2 separate regions of the Sus scrofa genome follow, and region 2 is linked to region 1. Evidence: chromatin contacts called from public Hi-C data. All regions are on one chromosome and are shown on one strand. The core of a region is the stretch at or near the end of the contact, and the rest is flanking DNA. Distances in the headings are between cores, read along the strand shown.

Region 1 (7,793 bases), core at 3,432-5,931:
CATGGCATGAAAATTTGTATAGAAAATTGTAAGGAATCAACTACAAAAATAAACTTTCTAAATATAATACATGTGTTTAACTAAGATATCACTTGTAAACTAACATGTGAGCTTAACTAAGTCAATATATTTAAATCAATAGTATATCTACATACTAACAGCAAATATTGGGACAGTGAATTTAAAAAATAATCTCATAACACCATTAAAAGCATAAAATATTTGGAATAAATTTTATAAAAGATATGTAAGCCCTGTACACTGAAAACAACAAAATATTGCAAAGGTAAATTAAAGAAGACTTAAATAAATGGAGATATATACTACATTTCTGGAGTTCCCATCATGGCACAGCAGAAAACAGGAACCATGAGGTTGCAGGTTCCATCCCTGGCCTCCTTCAGTGGGTTGGGGATCCAGCATTGCCGTGAGCTGCATCATAGGTCAAAGGTGCAGCTTGGATCCTGCGTTGATGTGGCTGTGGTGTGGGCTGGCAGCTATAGCTCTGAATTGACCCCTAGCCTGGGAACATCCATATGCCCCAAGTGCAGCCCCCCCCAAAAAAACCCCCAAATATAGTACATTTATGGATATATAGATTAGATATTGTTAAGATGCCAGTTGTCCACAAAATGATCTATAGGTTCAATTAAATGTCAGTGAACTTCCTTTAGAAATTTACAGGACAATTGTAAAATGCATATGGAAAAGCAAAGGATCTGGAATAGCCAAAATAATTTTGGAAAAGTAGAACAAAGCTGGAAAATTTATACTACCTGACTTCAAGTTTTATTACAAAGTTAAGGCAGTAAAGATAGTATGGTATCTACATAAGGATAGACAAATAAACCTATACAACAGACTAAAAAGTCCACAAATAGACACAATTATGTGATCAGCTGCTTCTGACAAAGGAATTAACATAAATTAAATGGGAAAAGGCAATTCTTTACAACAAATGGTGCTGGAGCTACCGAATTTCTCCCACATTGCAAATGACCACAAAAAAGTGCTCAATATCATTATTTACAGTCAAGTGAATATCACAACCACAGAGATACCACTCCACATCCACTACAATGGTTTAAAAGTTAAAAGACTGACAACACCAAATATTAACAAAGATGCGGAGCAAGTGGAACTCTCATACTTTCTTGATGAGAATTCAAAATAGTCCAAATACTTTGAAAAATATTTGGTCATTTGTTATAAAATTAAATATGTTCATTTGACCAAGAAATTCTACTCTCCGTAACTTACCCAGGAAAAGTGAAAACCAGGTAACAAAAAGACTTGTATAACAATGTTAATCACAGCTCTATCTATAAAAAATAAAAACTGGAAGCAGCTCAGTGTCCTTCAACAGGTGAGTGAATAAACAAAGTGTGGTATAATCATAAAATGGAATACTACTCAGCAATAAAAATAGTAAAGGAGTATATGATGTTTCATTCCATTAATGTGAAATTCGAGGAGTTCCCATTGTGGTACAGCAGAAATGAATTCGACTAGGAACCATGAGGTTGAGGGTTCAATCCCTGGCTTTGCTCAGTGCGTTAAGGATCCAGCGTTGCTGTGAGCTGTTGTGTAGGTTGCAGACGCACCTCGGAATCCCACGTTGTTGTGGCTGTGGTGTAGGCCATCGGCTATAGTTCCAATTAGACCCCTAGCCTGTGAACCTCCACATGCCACAGGTGCGACCCTGAAACGACCAAAAAAAAGGAAATTTGAAAAGGCTATAACTCATTTATGTGAGAAGTGTATGATTCTATTTGTATGAAGTTCTGGAAAGGTAAAACTAATACATGGGAAGAAGGAGGAGGAGGGGAGGAGGAAGGAGAGAAGGGAAGTAGTGGCCTCTTTGAAGGGTGGGTGACTGGGAAAGATCACTAGGGGGACTTCTGGGGTGATGGGAATCTTGATAGAGCGTGATTCATTTTCCAGGGGGTTGGAAATTACTCTGTGTCTTGATGGGAGCATATTCATTTTGTAAATTGTAACTTTAAGCTATGTACATTTCAGCATAGGTACATTTTTGCCTTAAAGAATTTACAATTATTATTGCAATTGAAGGGGAGTAGGGAGGGGTAGAGATGAAACACGAATGCTAGGATGCCAAGAGTTGCTGTGTGATGGATAGAAGAAGGTTTGTTATTTTGTATATGTTTGAGATTTTCCATAATAAAAACTTTAAAATAGATGAACATAAATGCACTGCCACCAACTGTTAACTCATGGCCAGTCTAGTTTGATTTTCAACCCCTTCAACCCCTTACGATTTTGCAGCAATTTCTTATTGAGCCCCTGCTCTGTTGCCATGCCCTGGACTGCGGTCCATGTGGGGAGCAACAAAAAGGACAGACAAAGCCTTGATGCCAAGGCATTCAGGAGGAGAACAGGTAAACAGGTAAACTGTGAATGAATAAGGCAATTTCACATGGTGAGGTTATGACAACTAGCTATGGCAGAGAGTGACTTGGTGGGTGGGGCTGGCCACCCGTTCTTTATTGGGGTGGTTTAAGAAGGCTTCTTTGAGAGCCAAGATTGAATGAGAAGGAAAGCCCCCATGGGAAGGATCCTCTTTCAAAGCCAAGGCCCTGGGGCAGGTCTGAGCAGGACATGTTGAATGAGAGAGAGAAAGAAGATTAATGTGAGGAGCAGTATGAGTGTAGGAGGGTGAGACAAGGTGAGGTTCAAGGTGGGGCAGTGACCACCACATGGGGCCCTGGAGAGCACTGCTAGGAGCTTGTGTGCCAAGTGCAAGGAGGAGCTTGAAGAGAATTCGGAGCAGGGATGCTCCATGTCCCCCCAAATGATTTACATTTTAAGAAGACTACTTTGTCTGCCCTGTGAAGGATGGATAGGGAGAGAGGAGGTAGGAAATGAACGTAGAGGACCAACGTAGGGGTGTATGCAAAAGAAGAGAGGATCTCCAGGGCGTCAGGAGAAGTGGGCAGAGACATGATTTGCTCCTGAGGGGTTGACGGCAGACCCTGTGGACGGCGTGGCTACATGGGGTGGGAAGAGGAAGCAGCAGTGGGCCTCGGTGAGGCTGAGAAGGAGTAAGACTGGGCGCAGGGCAGGCTGGTGGGGGAAGTCAAGGATGAAGGCTGAGGATATGGGTTTGATCCCTGGCCTAGCTCAGTGGGTTAAGGATCTGGTGTTGCTGTGAGCTGTGGTGTAGGTCTCAGGTGAAGCTCAGGTCCTGCATTGCTGTGGCTGTGGTGTAGGCTGGCAGCTGTAGCTCCGATTCCATATGCCTCCATATGCCTCGGGTGCAGCCCTAAAAAAGCAAAAAAAAAAAAAAAAAAAAAAGAGAGAGATAAAGTAAGGAAACATTGCTTTATAAATGACAAGAAGAGGATGAATTTCCTCTAAAATACAAAGATCTCCTAGAAATTGATAAACAATTTAATGAAGATTTCATTTCACAAAAGAAAATGCAAGCCATAAGAAATAAATAGAGGCTTGATTCCACTGATAAGTGAACTAATGATCTTTACATTTTCACGGATCCAATTCGAATCAGCTTTTTCAGACATTGATACTGGGAATGTGAATTGCTACAATCTTTTTTGGATGATCCAGCAAATTAAAATGTGGATATTGTTTCCCTCAGTAATTTATCTTTTAGGAATTTAGAGAAAAGAAATAAAAAGCATTCGTGAGTTTTGCTGCTTCACTATTTGAACTAGCAAATCACTGAAAAAAAATTAAATGTTCATCAACAGGAAGTGGTTAAATAAATTACAGCTCATTACATTTTGTAATATTGTCAGCTCTTTAAAAGCTTATTGAAAACTACATAAACTGACCTGGAGAGATGTCTGTGACCTATTGTTAAGGAAAAATGTAAGAGTAGTAAACCATTCTATTTTTGGTTTTCTTTTTTTGTGTGTATCTTGGGGGGGTGTTTGTTTATTTGTCTTTTGCTTTTTAGGGCCACACCGGAGGCATATGGAAGTTCCCAGGCTAGGGGTCAAATCGAAGCTACAGCTGCCAGCCTATCCCAGAGCCACAGCAACATGAGATCCAGGCCATGTCTGAGACTTACACCACAGCTCATGGTAATGCAGGATCCTTAACCCACTGATTTGTTTCCACTGTGCTAAAATGGGAACTCCCGGTATCTTTTGTTGTTGTTGTTGTTGTGTGTATGTGGAAACTGAGGATATTTATACATTTGTACATGTGCTTATGTGTGTAAGGACATAGAAGGAGGAGACACCCAACTGTTAATGCTGATCACCTCACAGAAGTAGGATGGGGGAGTTCCCGTGGTGGCGCAGTGGTTAACGAATCTGACTGGGAACCATGAGGTTGCAGGTTCGATCCCTGCCCTTGCTCAGTGGGTTAACGATCCGGCGTTGCGGCGAGCTGTGGTGTAGGTGGCAGACGCGGCTCGGATTCTGCGTTGCTGTGGCTCTGGCGTAGGCCGGTGGCTACAGCTCCGATTCGACCCCTAGCCTGGGAACCTCCATATGCCGCGGGAGCGGCCCAAGAAATGGCAAAAAGAAAAAAAAAAGAAAAAAAAGCAGGAAAAAATAAAATAAAATAAGCTCGCTAGTGCACCTGCCCAGAGCAGGCTGGACTGGAGACCAGAAACCGCGCTTCTCGCAGCTGCCCCCTTGCGGGCCTCGCTTCCGCCTACCCGGGTGCAAGTCAGTGCCCGGGCTTGAAAATCTAGGGGGCGATGGCGGTTGAGGAAATGACCACCGGTATGAGAGGAGGCTATCAATCAGATAAAGACCAGAAGCAGGCGTCAGACTCGGCTTTCAACCTAGCCACCCCGGCCCAATCAAGCTGCTCCGCACAGCCTCTTGTACTAAGCGATCCGCGCCTGGCCAGCGAGGACCGCTAGGGACCTGGAGGCGGGCCCGGCGCAGGGAGGGCGGGCCAGCGCAGGGGACCGGACGCAAAGGAACCGGAACCCTTCAGCTGAGGGCGCCTGTTTCCAGAGGGAGCTCGGATCCTGACGTCAAAGTTTCCAGCCGGCTTTCGGAGTCTCTTTGCGTCCCTGCGTATCAGAGATGTGGAATTGGCGGTGACGATGAGGCAGAAGCACTACCTTGAGGCTGCGGCATGGAAACTACAAGATAGCTGCCCGGGCCAGGCCCGCTATCTCCTGTAAGAGAGGGAAAGAGGACGGGGAAGCGGGAGGCGAGAGGGTGTGAACTAGTCCCTTATGAGTCTCTTTCTCTTTTGCAGCTGGGCCTACAGTTCGTCACACGGTAGGGAGGACGCCCGTTCGTTATGGGTCAGGCTTGCGTCGCCTCGCTCCCCTCCATTCTGCACAGCGCTCAGAATGGTCCAAAAAAAATCTGATCCATTCTCTGCCATCACAACCTCCTATCCCGCCTCGGCCAGGCGTCTCAGTTTCGCAAAAAAAAAAAAAAAAAAAAAAAAAATCCAAATTGCTTAACGTGCCTTAGTTTTCCTGACCTGTTAGCAGCACTTGACGCTTTGATCAGTCTACTTGAAATAGTTTCCTCACTTGGCTTCCAGGTCATTACAAAGTTCACCTCCTACTTCTTTAGCCAATACCTCTCCTTCCTGCTGATTTCCCCAACTTACAAATGTTGGAGTTCCCAAGGACTCAACCTTTGGGCATCTTTTCTAGCTACACTCAATTCCTTGGTGACAATATTTCATCCAGTCTCATGGCTTTTAAACTCTGAATACTGAGGTCTTCCAAATTCATATCCCCAATCTAGACCACTCTGTGGAATCCTAGACTCATCCAGATGCCTTTTTTTCTTCCCCCTTTTTTACTACAGCACCTGAGGCATATGGAACTTCTGAGGGGCCAGGGGTAGAATTGGAGATGCAGCTGTCCCCGCAAGCCACAGCCATGGCAACACCAAATCCACCAAATCCAAGCCCCATCTGCAGCCTACACTCAATACTGGATCCTTAACCCATTGAGTGAGGCCAGGAATCAAACCTACGTCCTCATGGATACCATGTTGGGCTCTTAACCTGCTGAGCCACAACGGGAATGTCCCAGATGCCTTCTTGACAACTTTTTTTGAATCTCACATTAAGCTAAAACTTGAGCTTTACCATTGGCTTTAAATACACCCAATATCATGAGTTTCCTTCATGGCTCAGTGGTTAACGACTCCAACTAGAATCCATGAGGATTCGGGTTTGATCCCTGGCTTCCTTCAGTGGGTTAAGGATCTGGTGTTGCCATGAGCTGTGGTGTAGGTCGCAGACGCGGCTCAGATCCTGAATTGCTGTGGCTGTGGCATAGGCTGACAGCTGTAGCTCTGATTCGACCCTTAGCCTCAGAACTTCCATATGGTATAGGTGTGGCCCTAAAAACAACAACAACAACAAAAATACACCCTTTATCTAGCCTTTCTCTCCACATCCATCCACTTCTCTCCACATCCGCCCTGGTCTAAGCCATCAGTCTCCTGATTATTGCCAACAGCTCCCATGTGTTTCTACCGTCCATTCCCAGTCCAGCAGCCAGAGTCAACCTAATAAAAACCTAGTCTAGATCATGTCACTTCTCCACTGCAAACTCTGAAATGAAATGACTGCCCATTCTCGGAGTAAAAGTGAAAATCTTTTGAAAGGACCACAGGGACCTATGTCATAGGTTCACATTAATTCTCAGACCTGCTCTCCCTTTCGTTCACTAAACTCCAACCACTATCGCCCCTATGCCATTTCAGGGCCTTTGCAGTGGCTTTTCCTTCTACCTGGAACTCTTACCTCACATATCTGCTTGGATGCCTCCCTCACTTCCTTCTGATCTCTTGAAAATATCATCGTAGGGAGTTCCTGTTATGGCTCAGTGGTTAAGGAACCCGACTAGTATCCATAAGGACAAAGATTTGATCCCTGGCCCCACTCAGTGGGTTGACGATCTAGCGTTGCTGTGAGCTGTGGTGTAGGCCACAGTCGCAGCTCAGATCCCAAGTTCTTGTGGCTGTAGTGTAGGCCGGCAGCTGTAACTCTGAATCGACCACTAGCCTGGGAACCTCCATGTGCCCAGGGCGGGGCCCTAAAAAGACGAAAAAAATAAAGAAAATACCACCCCAGGAGGCCTTCCCTGATACCCTGATTTAAGACTATATCAAATCCGTTGCCAGTCTGCATTCCCTTTCCTGTCTTTTTTCTCAGCACTTAACATTTGGTGTTTTTGTATTTATTGTCTCTCTCCATGAATTGTCCTTTGTTCACTCACTGTTCAGTGTCTCCCAAACCCAAATCAGTGCCTCGCACTTAACAGTCAATAAATATAAGTGAATTTTACTTTTGGCAGTGCTAAGTTACAAGCATGGTCCTTAACTTATTGTAGCGCTGTTGTATCCCTGGCATTTAGCATGGTGCTCACCAGTAAATATTTACTAACAGATAGTGTGCCCACCTTCCTCTTCAGCTGGGTCACCTTTACACCTCACCTTTCCCTAAATAATGAGGCTTCCTTTTTCTCTGCACTTGTACCTGAATGCCCTTATTTCTGTATTATTTAGATTTTTTTTTTTTTGCTTTTTTAGGGCCTCACCCAAGGCATATGGAGATTCCCAGGCTGGGGGTCAAATAGGAGCTGTAACTGCCAGCCTACACCACAGCCACAGCACCTCAGGATCCTTAACCCACTAAGTGAGGCCAGAGATCGACTGAATCTTCTTGGTACTAGTCAGGTTCATTACCACTGAGCCACAACAGAAACTCCAAGCCCTTTTTTTTAACAAAATTTTAAATTAAAAATTTTATGGCCACATCCATAGCATATGGAAGTTCCTGGGCCAGGGACTGAATTCGGGCTTCAGTGG
Region 2 (7,793 bases), core at 1,407-3,906, 150 kb after region 1:
TTTCCTATTAGCCAGCCAGCTCACCCGGCTCTTTTCTGTGATACTGGGTGGAGTGGAACTGCTCACATCTTTGGGGAGTTTTCCATGTTTTGGAGATTCTATTGTCTCTAGAAAGTGAGTTCCTTCAGAGACGGCATTATACACAGTCGAGGTCACTTCACCAGCACCAACACCATCCTTGATTAAAGCATTCCTCCTACCATTGGCATGTTCTGATCTGTGAGATCCCTTCCCCTGGCTGCTTCTAGGATCTTTATTTGAACTCTCAGAGTCATGGTCTGGGCAAAGAGCTTTCCGATTGTTTTTACTGGGAGCGCGATTACGGTGAAAGTGATGATCATGGTCAGAGTGATGCTCGTGGTCGGAGTGATGCTCGTGGTCATGGTGTATATGGATTCTTTTAATCTTATCTATGCCTATATTCTGAAGCAACTTTCTGAACCCTTCAACTGACAAGGAATTATTTTCTCCATAGCGACGGAAAAGCTGCTGAAGGTGGTGTTGCTGTGTGGTAACTGCCATGTCAACATTAATGCCAGATTCCCAATTGGGAATAATTTTCTCAGTGGTCTGAGGGAAAGCAGTGGCTGGTCCTACTTCATGAAGGGGATTTGTGAAGGACAGGGAGAAGGTCAGGATTAAGATCACAGATAAATTCCTCGCCATCGCACTTTCCTAAGACAGAAAAAGACAAAGAAAAAAAAGCCCTTTTCAAAATAATTTCAATAAAGAAATCTCATGCTAAAAGCTGATGTCCAATCAAAGAATCAAAATTATAGAGCATCATCTAATGTGACCAGTGAAGTGCTAGCTAATGTAAAAATATAGACAAGTGGAGTCCTAGGCTCGAACCCTGAATTGCTAAAACACATGAAACAACCAGAAAGCAGCTAAGTGCTAAAACTGTAATTAGAACGGTAAAAGCAATGATGATTCAGAGTCTGGAGAGATTCATGTGGCCCCAGCCATACTGGCAACTTCTTACTGCGTTTAGAAAAACAATTCAAAACAAAACAAAACAAAACCCAACTACCTCCACCACTACCATCATTTCACAGAACACTCTTTTAATGTCAAAAAAGTAAAATGGCAATCTCAGAATAGCTCACATTTAAAATTTTTTTCTTACACTATATACAATACAATTTGAGGCTTCTTTCCCCCAATCCCACTCTTCAAAGGTACAAAATTTTTCCAGTTTCTTGCTTATGCCTCATGCACACTCAGGTAGATGCATGCCTTAACCACACAAATGGGATGTTTTTTTACCCCACTCAACAAATAACATCTTTTTATGTCAGTACATATAAAGCGATCTCATTCTTTTGAATGCCTGCACAATAACAGTTCTTTTAAACTTCATTAAAAAACTATCTCGCTCTTCTGTTGCTTAAAACCAGTGAAAATCTTTTCATAGACTACCACTCATCCACACAATAGTGTTTGGAACCAAAAGCCTATGATGCAAAGAGGAATTAGGAATCCAGTTGTGCCTTGAAAAGCAGAATTGAGTTAAACAGAGGAAGAGATAGCCCAGATAAGTGGATAGACTAGTATCTCTGTGGACAGTCAGCCGATGTCCAGCACCAATGATGGATGGTGATCGTGACCAAACTTACCAGCCTCCAGAGAAAGAGGTGGACTCAGGGGTGAGAGAGCAAGGGCAAGGGGCAACCCAGCTCTACCACTTTCAGCTGCTCTTCTTTGGACCAGGAAAAGCTGGTAATACCTTTCTTATAGAGTGACTGAGGAAACACATGACGGATGTATGTGGAAGTGCTCCAAACACTGTCAGCAATGTTGCACAACAGCTGCTTATCATACTGTGGAAAATGGAAGTATGTACCATCACAGGGTTAGACTCCTGAAAGAACAATCCGTGGGGCCTGAAGTTTTAATAGGCAGAAGAGAACCTTTAAGAAATCATTCGCAGAAGAGAAGCAAGGAGCGGGATGGGTGGGGTCAACACAGACGAATGGCTCGGGGACAGCTCTGTTCCTTTCTCCAGGGAGGATGCTCAGGGCGGTACTGGACCCGCTGGCAGATCTCCTTCCCGGCAAGTCCGCGTGTGTTAGAGAAAAGAAAGCTGAAGGAAAGGGCCTGGAGAATAGCGCCAATGGAGAAAACACGAAAGAGGGCACCAAACTGCTTCTAAGGGCTTTTTATTTTTAAACACGACAGTACCTTCTTAGAAAATTAGATAAACAGGACTAACCGTTTCCTTACCCCGTTGGACCTCGCAGCCTATCTGTGCACCCCAAACTGGGAAGTCTGCCCTCGCCGTTCCGCAGGGTTCCCCTTTTCCGCCTGCCCTGAGGGACCTGCGGGACTCACCTCCTCGCGGCCTCGCTGCCCTCCGGCTCGGTCCCGCGCGCCAGTTCAGTTCCCGCCGGCGGTCCGGAGAGCTCGGCACTCGCTTGTGCTTCTCTCCGTAGAAACGTCTATAGGGCGTGAGGAGGCGGCGGTCTCATCTGTCCGGCTGGCCCCTCGGTTGGGGTACTGCACGGCAGACACAGAGAAGCCTCGCCCCACGTGCCCTCTCCTCCCGCGAGCCGCAGGACAATTACTAATTACCGCCGCGCGCAGCTCGCCGCCGGGAACCACCGCCTCCGCCAGCCATGACTACGGGGCATGCGCAGTGCGGCTCGACCCCGTCCCCTGCAGGCGGATCCGCGCGTCCGCCTGTTCGCCGGCGCCGCGGGGCTCGCAGGGGCGGGAGAGGGCGGAGACGCGGCTCTGGCGGGCTCTTAGCTCCAAGATCAGCTGGAAGCCCTTTCCTTGAGCCCCTCCGCGCCCCTGTCTCCCTGAGGCCCGAAACTCGCTCTCCAAGGCCCCGACCCGGGCCAGCCCCGTCTGCTGCTAGGAACCAAGCCGTGAGGTGCAGCGGGACGTTCCTGCCGTCGTTCCGGCACACGAGCCCTAGGTCTTTCTGGAGGGTCTTGAATTGTTCCGGTAGGGTCTTCACTGCTGGGAAGGAGGTCGTGCCTGTGCCCCGAGCCAAGATCCAGGGGCGCTGGTAAAGATGGATGGGCACTGAGGACCACTTCGGCCAGGAAGGGGGGCGGGCCCTGAGGGGCGGGCCCGCCTCTGCCCCGCCCCCGGGCTCCTCGGAAACGCGGTGCGGATAACGCCGGGGGGAGGGGCGGCTGGCGAGCAGTTCCGCTCCGAGGGCGGAAGTGTGCGCCCAGGTTTCGGCCGCTGACCAGCCAGCAACATGGTGGCACCCGTACTGGAGACCTCTCACGTGTTTTGCTGCCCGAATCGGGTGCGGGGAGCTCTCAGCTGGAGCTCCGGGCCCGGAGGACTTCTTGCCTTTGGCACGTCCTGTTCCGTAGTGCTCTATGACCCTCAGGTAAGAGAAGTGGCCACTTGCCCGATCCCCGTGTGTTTCTGGGGCCGAATCTGCTGGATGCTCTCAGGGTGGACTGTAGACCCTGTCCCAGAACCTACAGAGCGGGTGTGCGGTTGGGTCTGCTTCGAGGAGGGTGTCTAAGCAAGGAGTCTCGCTCTGGCGCGCCACACTCGTCCTTCGCTGTCTTGAGCGCTGCGTAAACCTGGGGTAACCATGTCTCAGCAGTGGCCTGTTAGCCCCTGGTAGAGTCTCAAATGATGACAGCCTTTTCTGAAGACTTTTGTGGGAACTATAGTTCAGAGAATCAGCTTGGGTTTTAAAACATTTGCAGTTTAGGTGTGGATTAAGACCATCATACAGATGCTATCTCATTTCTACATTTCCATTAGTGTTATTTAACAAACTTGTCTTGAATTTCAAAGAAATACTATTTACATTTTAGTTTTAAAGAAAATGCATTGGGATAAGGTCACAGGGAATGGGTATCCTAAGCACTAGTTAAGCTGAAGGCAGGACTTCATTCCCTGAAAGGCACCCAATTGATTATTTTCTTCCCGTTTTCCCTACCAAATTTCTCAAGTAACTAGTTTCTGCATTCTTCCCAGAGTTTATTATGACCCCATTCCCACTGGTTAGTTTTGGATGTTGTAGTGGGGTTGTTTCTCCAAAAGAGCCTCAGGATAGAAAGTTAAGTGCTGGAAATTAAAACATTGCAGTAGATAGCTCTAGATATTTCTTATTGTACTGCTTTATTAATTTGGTTAAAAATTCCATCATTCTAGGTAGGCATACAGATGGCTTACAGGCACATGAAAAGATGCTCAATACTGCTAATTATGAGAGAAATGCAAAGCAAAACTGCAATGAAGTATTAGCTCACGCCAGTCAGAATCCCATCATCAAAAAGTCTACAAATATTAAATGCTGGAGAGGAGTTCCCATTGTGGCTCAGCAGGTTAAGAAGTCGATATAGTGTCCTTGAGGATGCAGGTTTGATCCATGGCCTCGCTCAGTGGGTTAAGGATCCGGCATTGCCGTGGCTGTAGCATGAACTGACAGCTGCAGCTCTGATTAGACCTCTAGCTGAGAACTTCCATATGTTTCAGAAAAAAAAAATGCTGGAGAGAGTATGGAGAAAGGGGAACCCTCCTATACTGTTGGTGGCAATATAAATTGATGCAGCCACTGTGGAGAACAGTAATCTTGAACTTTTTATTAGCGTTAAAAACACTGAAATCTGGAGTTCCCATCATGGCACAGCAGAAACAAATCTGACCAGGAACCATGAAGTTGCAGGTTCAATCCCTGGCCTCTCTCAGTATGTTAATGATCTGGCGTTGCTGTGAGCTATGGTGTAGGTCGTGGACTCGGCTCAGATCGATGTGTCTGTTGCTGTGGGGTAAGCCAGCAGCTGTAGCTCTGATTTCACCTCTAGCCTGGGAACCTCCATATGCCGCTAGTGCAGCCCTAAAAAAGAAAAAACAAAACAAAACACCGAAATCTGAATTTTATTAATTTATTAATTTCCCTGTAGGATAGATTCTCATTTACTAACTGATGTTTTCTTCTCTGAAGAAAAGGGTTGTTATTACCAACCTGAATGGTCACACTGCTCGAGTCAATTGCTTACAGTGGATTTGTAAACAGAATGGATGTAAGTATTAATCTGACTTCTGTTAATTTAGCATTAGCTTCTCTGATATTATGCAATTGAAAAATAGAAGAAAAATAGTGTGCCCAGTGAAATATCTGACCTGTACATTTATTTTATAGCACTTGAAGCATGGATAATGCAGCAGTGCTTAGGATGAGGGTAGACCCTTTATTGAGGCAAGACCCCTACCATTGCCTACAGCTTTTGATGCAAAGCCTAAAGCAGGGCCTAGGTTGGGGCCCAGCCTGGGATTCAAAAGATTCAGCTTATAGATCTGTTTCTGCTACAGACAAGCTATTCGTTTTTTTTTTTTAAGGCAGGACATTGCATCTCTATTAACCCCAGTTCGCATCTTAGTAACATGTGAAAAGTAAAGGCTTGAACTGAATCAGATGACTCTGGCTGATTTGTGACACCTGTAAGGTCAAAATTATTTTCAGAATAATACTAAGAAGTTATTCCTAGTTTTCATTATCATTCTGTCACAAGTGTGCAGTGCCATTTTGCAGTACTTTATTATGTGTAATATTGTAGCAGATTAAATACAGAAGCAAATTTGAAAATCCAGCTATATTCTAATAAAACCAGAGCTTAAAGAGAGTTGCTGAAATATGAAACAGTGCCTTATTAATTTTTATTTTGGGAAATATAGGGGTCCCCCCAGAAAATGTTATTTATGTTAATATGTAATGGGGCTTTTTTTTTTTTTTTTTTTTTTGTCTTTTTGCCTTTTCTAGGGCTGTTCCCGTGGCATATGGAGGTTCTCAGGCTAGGAGTCTAATCAGAGCTGTAGCCACCGGCCTACACCAGAGCCACAGCAATGCCAGATCCGAGTTGCGTCTTCGACCTACACCATAGCTCACGACAACGCTGGGTCCTTAACCCACTGAGCGAGTCCAGGGATGGAATCTACAACCTCACAGTTCCTAGTCGGATTCGTTAACCACTGAGCCATGATGGGAACTCCAGAATTTTTAATGAATGTTGCTTTTAGATGGGCTTCTAAAATCCTATGGAATTTTCTCATGTCTTAAATATACCTACTAGAGTATTATTATGGACTCTACATTAATTTTATTTTTTATTCCACAAATATTTATTGAGAGCATTCTGAGCTAGGCACAAATGCAGAATTTCCTGATCAGTGAGACTTGGCTGTAATTTTATCTGTGACATAAAAAAAGTTCAACAATCTACTTGTTTCAATTGGTAATGCAGGATTAGTCACATTAGGTCAATAAAAACCATTAAATAGTAGAAAGAGTGGCTATTAGTGCAGATATTAAAAGACAATTATAATTATGTTAATTGCCACCAAATGACATCAAAGACTACTTGAATCTCAATATAGGGATTCCTTATAAAGTATTAATTTGGGCTTGTATATATTATCTTCCCTTTAAAAGTGAAGTTACGTAAAATTAATTGCCTGTGTATCACTGTAAGCTATAGTTATTATGATTGATTTTCTCAGAATTGGGCTCTACTGCCAGGTAAATCAGGAATTTTTTTCTAACCCATGTATCAGTGACAAAATTCTAATGATACTACTTAATATTTTTTAAATATTTTTTGGGGGGGGCACCCTCCAGCATATGGAGCCCCTGGGCCAGGGGTCAGATCTGAGCCACAGCCAGGAACTAAGCTGAAGCTGTGGCAATGCCAGATCCTTAACCCACTGTGCTGGGGATTGAATCCTTGTTCCAGTGCTCCCAAGATGTTGCTGATCTCATTGTGCCACAGAAGGAGCTCCTAAAATATCTTATTTTTAACACATTACTTTCATGTACCTCAGTAATTACTGAAGTCATGTAGTCAGGTAAATGGCTTAATGGCCGTGATACATGAAGAAATTAAAGCTCAGGATCACAGCTGGCTAGCAGCAGGATTAGGACATGAACCTGGGACTTCTGAGTACAAATCCAGTGTTCTTTTGCCAACTCCCAGCTTCTTTGCCTAACTAACATAAGCCAGAAGAAATGAATGGAAAATCTAAACCAAAATTATGTTAGATTATTTCCTTCTTTTTTGGTTCTTATTCTTTTTCTTCTGTCATCAGCAAGAAGTTATAAATGTAAAGAGCTATTTTGAAATATGTGTCTGATCTTAGAAATATGTCATATATTTGATAGCAGCAGCTGACTGTAGTGTCTCACATGTGTTACTGCTTCCAGAAGTATTTAGCCTAAATCTTTTTTTTTTCTTTTTAGGGTCACACCCGCTGCATATGGAGGTTCCCAGGCTAGGGGTCCAGTCGGAGCTGAAGCCACAGGCCTAAACCACAGCCACAGCAATGCGGGATCCGAGCCATGTCTGTGAGACCTACATCACAGCTCACTGCAGTGGCAGGTCCTTAACCCCCTGAGCAAGGCCAGTGGTTGAACCCACGTCCTCAGGGATGCTTAGTTGGGTTTGTTAACTGCTGAGCCATGACGGTAATTCCCTAGCCTAAATCTTATTGTGAGGAAACAACCAGAGAAATCTAGATTGATGGACATTCACAGAACAACTGGCCTGGACTTTCACTATTCACAGAAAAAGGGTAGGACTGGGAAACTATTTAAGATTAAAGGAGAATAAAAAAATGTGACAACCATATCTGCAATGTTCGATCCATAGATTCTGAATTAAAAAAGAAAAGTTATAAAAGATGTTAATGAGACAATCTTGGGAAATTTTGATACGGATTATGTATTACACAACAATACTGTATCAGTGTTAAGATTCTTGAGTGCAATAGTTGTGTGGTGGAAATATAAGAAAATGTTCCAGTTTTGGGGAAAAATA

The links. Hi-C and Micro-C count contacts between places; a contact is called where the count stands out from the background.
Region 2: a Hi-C map of liver shows a contact between it and region 1, with 4 times the contacts expected there. The contact joins the promoter of ELP2 here to the promoter of C6H18orf21 in region 1. A contact is called at or near these places in 1 of 5 promoter capture datasets (liver), 8 of 47 Hi-C or Micro-C datasets (alveolar macrophages, heart right ventricle, liver and 2 more) and 2 of 2 datasets of contacts at active chromatin or transcription factors (alveolar macrophages and skeletal muscle).

The regions. Positions count from the first base shown.
Region 1 is chr6:119,730,707-119,738,499 of Sscrofa11.1, forward strand. It overlaps C6H18orf21 (UPF0711 protein C18orf21 homolog), which reads left to right and starts at 4,682. Exons shown (of 5, transcript XM_003356410.3): 1 at 4,682-5,127; 2 at 5,209-5,231. The coding sequence starts at 5,051.
Region 2 is chr6:119,882,753-119,890,545 of Sscrofa11.1, forward strand. It overlaps ELP2 (elongator complex protein 2), which reads left to right and starts at 2,657. Exons shown (of 22, transcript XM_003356413.4): 1 at 2,657-3,352; 2 at 4,928-5,006. The coding sequence starts at 3,215. SLC39A6 (zinc transporter ZIP6) reads right to left here and starts at 3,084. Exons shown (of 10, transcript XM_021096271.1): 1 at 2,335-3,084; 2 at 1-675. The coding sequence starts at 666.